2 separate regions of the Mus musculus genome follow, and region 1 is linked to region 2. A link is a contact called in public HiChIP or PLAC-seq data. All regions are on one chromosome and are shown on one strand. The core of a region is the stretch at or near the end of the contact, and the rest is flanking DNA. Distances in the headings are between cores, read along the strand shown.

Region 1 (3,194 bases), core at 508-3,007, 610 kb before region 2:
CTCTCAAACATCTCTCCTGACGTCGTGTGAGTCTACCAACCCACCACGACCCCATATTCTTCTGCGGGTGTCTGACTCGAATGACAAGCGAGCTGATTTTTTCAGTACATAGCTGGGAAATGTACTGAGTGATAATAGAGATTTCTCTTTCATTTTTTACGCTTGACTTGGTTATTGTTGCTTTTCTTTTCCCGTGATTCCTTCTGAGGATTAGCTCTGACTTCCCCACTATTGGCGGTCAAAGTGGCCCCGACTCGGGATGACAATTGACGGGGATCAAGGGATTGCCCATTCTGTGCCTGTAAGAACGGATTCGCCAGAGAAACTCATCAAGTGGAGTCGGAGAATAAAGACCGTTCGGGGGTAAATGTATTCATTGAGAAGGGCTCTCCCAAATTGCTTCTAAGTTTTTTTAATGAAAAGTAACGATTGCAGCAATCAGCGGCTTTTTGGCGGATTACAAATCTGGAGGGAGCTGCGGCGCTGCATTGAAAAGTACCCCCGCCTTCGCACGGGGCAGGCAGTTCACAGGAGCGGCCGGAGGGGCGGGGGTCCGGTTGCAAGACAAAGGCGAAGAGTGTGGGGCGGCGCGGAGGCGGGGTGGGGGGGGACTCGGGGCGCTAGGGAGCTCCCCAGAGGAGCGGGGCGCCGAGGTGTCCCGCCAGAGCAGGCGAGGGACTGAGCCCCCACAGTCTTAAACCAGGATCAGGGAGCAGGAGAGGGTGGCTAGGGAGACCCACCGCGGCACCACCACTTTTGGGTGATTTCAGGCCTGTGGAACCCAGAAGGTATTTTGAGGAGCCAGGTCATCTCAGAGATAGGGGCACGGGAGGGAGGACACAACTGAGGTACCACCTAGCCACCCTAACCCTCACCCCTGGCCTTTGCACGCACCGACAGTTTGTTCTAAGCATGCCACATTTTTGCACAGTGGGAACGCGCTCTTCCACACTCAGGGGTCTTCTCTGGGTAAGGCAGAGAGAAGGAGGGAAAGCGGCGTCCTCCTTCCCCTGGACAGCAACAAAATATCTCCAGGCCGCATCGGACCGAGCCAAACGCTTCTAAAGGGCGCGCGCAAACGCCCTCTGCCATTGCGGGAGTCCACCCACGGGCAAAGCATTTCCCACAGAGCATTAGCAAACACCTTCCCCCTCGCCCTCCCTGAGCCCCACAACGGAGGATGTCGCCCCAGAAAAAAAAAAACGAGAAAGGAGCACAAACAGGGGTGCGAGAACAACCCGCTGTTCCCATAGCCTCGTGGGATCTGCTAAAATGAAAATTCAGGTATTTTTTAAAATAAAATATCTCAGTCGAGGGGTGGAAGGTATGTTTATCATTCCAGCTTTTTAAAAAACAAAAAACAAAAACAACAACAACATCAAAAAATCCAACTCTCTGGAGGAGAGAAGCAGCGAGCCTGGGGGGGGGGGGCGCAGGAGGAAGAGGGCCCCTCTCCTGGGCCCTCCTCAAGTGCAAGAAGAAACCCAGCAAGGCAGGTCCGCACTGATGGTTTAACTTTTTTCTTTGCAGCTTGTCAATGCGACCATTGCTTTGATGGGACGCTTCTCAAGGTACACATTTCTGAACTTCACCCTCTTTTCAAACTAACTCCCTACCTCCTTGTTAGTGGCCAGCTCTGAACTTCTGCAGAGTGTTTTTGTGTGAGTCGGGGCTCATTCACGCTGCCTTTGTAGGCCCCTTCTCTTTCAGGCCTCGGCGTGTTACACCAATTAAAGGGCGACGTGCTGTAAATGTAATGGGCCGCGCTGCGATTGTTCCTGACAGGCAACAAAACACGTAGATCCACCCCTTAGATTAGGCCGCTGAAGGGGAGGTTGAGGCCGGTCAGTTTACTGAATAGTTTGTGAACTGTAATTCTGAGGGCTCGTGTGAAAAAAAAAAAATGCTCCTACCCACCTCCCTAGACTCTCTTCTCCCCAGCAGCTCGAAGAAAGAAAGGAACAAGAAGAAAAAGTGACATCCATGGGGCAGAATGGGGTCACTAGAGGGAAAAAAAAAACCCGCATGAGGGGCTTGTTCTGACACTTGGGCAATCCAAAGAGAGCCCGCAGCTCTTCCCCTCCCCCACTCTCTGAAAGCATCCCTCCTGGCCTTCCCCACTGCTGGCCACTCCAGCCTTCTCCCCTGCAGTGGGTACTTGAAGTCAGGCTAGAAGTGAGGTCAGATTGTCCTGTAATATTGCAGAGGGATTTGACCTGGCCTTGGTAGGCCACCAATGCCTCCCTGGACGGCACTGAACCTTTAGCCCTTGGCTTCTAGTCCCCCCCAACACACACACACACACAACACCCCACACACACATCCAGGTTCTGAAGAGCCCCTATCTGCCCACCCTAGCAGCTGCCTGGGCTATCTCCTAGGAGTTCCTCCTCTCTAGGTGTGCTGCTCTCTAAGCACCTGAACTTCAAGGAATAAAGTATTTCACAAATTCTGAAGCCCAGAGAAGCAACTTGAGCCAGGTTCCCAAGGAAAATCTCTTCACTCCAGCAGATCATGTCCTCCCAGTTTCTGGGACTGTCTGTCTGTCTGTCTGTTTTTCTGTCTGTTTTTCTGTCTGTCTCTTCTAATTAAGAAAAATGTTTTTGTTACACATATGTATCAGTTTGTGTGTGTGTGTGTGTGTGTGTGTGTGTGTGTGCGCGCGCACTTGTAAGAGTGTATGTGTAGGTCAGAGGACAACTTGCAGGAGTCGGCTCTCTCCTCCCACCAATCAGACCTAGGGATCAAACTCTGGGTTGTCAGGCCTGGCAGCAAGTGCATCTACCCATTGAGCTTCCCTGCAGGCTCCTGTTCTTTATTGCCCTAGGTAAGCTCAGCTCTAAGGGCTTAGAAGGGTTCCTGCACACCGGGGAGTCAGTTCTCTCCTTCCACCACGAAGGTCCTAGGGACTGGAACTCCAGTTGTCAGGCATCCCTACCCACTGAGCAATCTAATCTTACCAGCCCATTTCCCCATTCCTACGAAACTTCCCCAGCTACTCCTCGAAGCGCATCCCCAACTCTTGTCTGTCAATTTCCACCCTAACTCCACTGCCCTGCTTTCCCAAGAGACACTTTCCTGAAGCCATCCCAGGGTGCAGAGACCCCAAGAAGAGACATGTAGAGAAACCAAGCAAAGCCTAGGGTAGGTAGAGCCGAGGCAGGCTGGTGAGAGGGCAAAGGACAGACTCAGGA
Region 2 (3,085 bases), core at 460-2,959:
CTAGCCTGCTTGGCTGACATCTGGCCTGCTGGGTTGACTGGCTTCATATTTCAATGGTTTGCTTACAAGGTCTAGTTTAGATGAACATTTTAGACACAAGACCATAGATAACAATTGTTGGTAAAAAAACAAACAAACAAACAGATTTGGTTTTGATGTCTTGTTTTGTCTTCTGAGACAGGGTCTCACTGTGCAGCTCAGGCTAGTTTGGAACTTAAGGTAATCCTCCTGTCTAAGTTTCTCACATGCTGGGATTATAGGTCCAAGCCATGTCTGTTTTACAGGTTTGTAAGCTCATGTTTCAGTGGAGATGAGACTTTTAGACTTAGAAGCCAGCTACTGCAACGTTTGGGAAGGCTCACTGTGGACCGCAAATCTGGGGTGAGAAGAAGATGTAAAGCTGAATTTCTATTGGCTATCGATATACTCATTTTTCACCCACCATCATTCAGAAAGATGTTGAGGTTGAGTTAATATCAGATTACCAGTCATTTAATAACAAAACATTTGGAGAAGTCTGACTCTCCATGAAGGGTCAGATAGACACCTGTATTTATAAACAGCCACCAAGAGACCCAAATGGACTTGTATTTTATCATATCTCACAAACTATGAGATCAAAATGCTAGTTATGCTTTCTATACAACAGGCAATGTCCTTTTGCACAGTTGAGTCTGGTGACACACAAATGGGACTTCATAGGATAGATCCTGTTCCCAGTGAAAAATAATATTTAGTTTGGGATCCTAAACTTCATCAATGATTGAGTTTTCTTTGTCTGTGATGTGGGAAATCTTGTTAAGCACTTGGAAAACCTTTACTCAGTGTTCCAGGTGTCATTTCTCATCAAAGGTATTAACTGTGCAAAATAGATACAATTTAGTTATTCTTTACAAGACCCTTGGCACCATGGAATACGGCATTTTCCCAGTGTTGACAACACTTGCTGATAATCCCTATGTTTATATACCGTAGTGTAAATTTAGAGCTTATGCCTCGCTTGTATTTCACAAGTGTTACCCAATGATCCAGTGTAGACGCAAACAGAGTTTGAATTAGAAACATATACACAGGACTCTTTTTTTTTTCTTCCCCTGTTGGGTTGTAGTGATTCAGTAAGAACACACAGCGACTAGCCATAGCAACCCAAGACTTAAATCGCTCCTTCCTGATCTCACCTTGGGTCCCTAGTTGCTCTGTTGTGAGCTCGCTCTACAAACGGTTGAGTGCTGCCCAAATGCAAGGAGTTAATGATATCCAACAGGTTAACATTCACTGCTACATTCACAGCTCTTCACATTTATTTTGCTACGGCCCACGATTCAGCTATTCACACACAGGGATAGCACTCTCTGCCTGAAGCATAAGAGATGAGATGCTAAGGAACCGTTCCAGGTGGACGTTGACGTCTATAATCAATAACCGACTCTTTCCCAAAACACTACATTGTTCCTCTGCCAGTTGTTTAACAGTCTTGGAGATCCTACGGGGAGAAACAAACATGGTTGAACATATTGCTAATGTAAAAGAAGACTCCCCTCCACCCATTCTTGCCTTTCCCCTGTGGGTATGCTCCTGCCCGCGCTCCCGCACGGGCCCTCGCCACGCCTCGACGCTGCTACGCGTGCGTGGCTAGAGGGATTGGCGCAGGCTCAGTGGCGGAGAGTGGAGCAGGGCCGCCCCGCCCCGCCCCGCCCCGCCCCGCCCCTCCTCCTGGTCCCTGCTGCCCTGCGAGAGCGGGAAGGCCGTCACACTCCGCCGGGGTCTAAGTGTCTAGCGCTTGTCACAGGTGTTTTGAGTCGAGCCCGGATTCCCCAACCAGCACCTACTCCAGCGCATCCCGCTTCGCTCTGCGGCGTCCTGGATCTGTAGGCTGACCGCTCGGCCTGCAGCGAAAGGTGGTTTGTGTACGGTTACCATGGAGATGCTAGCCAGCAGGGCAAAGGCGGTGCGCGGGAGGGCGGGAGGGCGAGGTGAGGATGCTGAGGCGCTCGGCCCTAACCTGGACCGGTGAAGGAGCGGGCTTTTCCGGGAGTGGGAGAGCAGCTGTGCGTGCGGGAGGTGAGGAGTCCCCTGCAGGTTCACCAGGGACCCCTCCTGCAGTCTCTCTTCTGTTCCCAGATAGGGTCGAGGGGTGCTGCTGCATACTCTCGGGGTCTGCACAGGAGTCAGCTTCTGTAACTGTGAGCATTTAGTCAGTTGCCTGGTATTTAACAGGAGTAACCAGTAACACTGGTTGAATGAGAGAGTGATAGACTAAGGGACTCTGTGGAGGCAGGCCACAAGAACAAACTAGGATTTTCCTAGGTAACAAATGACTCCTCAATAAAGTGTATGTGGAACAATATTAATTACACCGTATGTATACAGAATGCCCCTTACAACCCATGCCACAAGTATTACCGCAGGTTCTTCCATCCCGACATCATATTCTTTTCGTTTGGTAGAAAATAAGTCACACTATATGTATCCCATTTTTGTAAATCCCTAAGGTTTTGACTAGCAGTTTGCATAGATTTGGGATAACTGACATTCAGATAAAAACGCTGGGTTTTTTTGTTTGTTTGTTTTTATTTTGTTTTTAAATCAAGGATGGTATTCTCTAGTTGAAAATTTAAATTTATGATATGCATGAAAACATTGGACAGATAGTCTCTTTTGTGACTTCTCTTGTTGGTGAGTATTTTCATTCTAGGAAGATCTTTCTTGACCAGCCAGCACTTGGACAGTACTTCTTAGTATTGTAAGAGCTAGCTAGCATCGTGCTAAAGCATTTGGACATTTCATGCAATGCTGAAAGCTGCCCTGAGAGTTGGTCATTATCCATGCTTTTTTAACAGAAGAGAACTCGGGTATAGAGATGTCTAATGCCCTTCAAGGTCACAGAGCTGCAGATCCTCGGGGGACTTAACACTTGCTCTGACATCTAAGCACTTTTCTTGCACCTGTTTGGATGCTCATTTAATGCCAAAGTAATTCAGTCATGGAAAGAGCCCTGAGTGTTTGATTTGCTGGGGAAAGAGGGTGCACCAGCAAACCCTATGTCGGCAATGTTGATGGGCAATGTTGTCTTTAACATGAAGGA

The links. HiChIP or PLAC-seq counts read pairs in DNA pulled down with a chosen protein or histone mark.
Region 1: a contact with region 2 is called in an H3K4me3 HiChIP or PLAC-seq map of embryonic forebrain, with 2.1 times the contacts expected there. The contact joins the enhancer-like site here to the promoter of Armc2 in region 2. A contact is called at or near these places in 5 of 39 promoter capture datasets (embryonic stem cells, hippocampal neurons, liver and 1 more), 3 of 484 Hi-C or Micro-C datasets (the G1E-ER4 cell line, bone marrow-derived macrophages and pre-B cells), 9 of 115 datasets of contacts at active chromatin or transcription factors (astrocytes, embryonic forebrain, embryonic hindbrain and 4 more) and 2 of 9 other capture datasets (embryonic stem cells and liver).

What each region holds. Positions count from the first base shown.
Region 1 is chr10:42,629,689-42,632,882 of GRCm38.p6, reverse strand. No RefSeq gene overlaps it. Among named protein-coding and RNA genes, the nearest start is that of Gm38491, 47 kb to the right of the region's middle. Within about 2 kb of position 1,757, at least 17 of the 459 cell types and tissues checked have an H3K27ac peak or open chromatin away from gene starts, as enhancers often do. A contact at or near this core is called in embryonic forebrain, where this site is marked.
Region 2 is chr10:42,017,006-42,020,090 of GRCm38.p6, reverse strand. It overlaps Armc2 (armadillo repeat containing 2), which reads left to right and starts at 1,709. Exons shown (of 18, transcript NM_001034858.3): 1 at 1,709-1,898. 1700016J18Rik (a long non-coding RNA gene) reads right to left here and starts at 1,937. Exons shown (of 3, transcript XR_871596.3): 1 at 1,830-1,937; 2 at 1,179-1,483.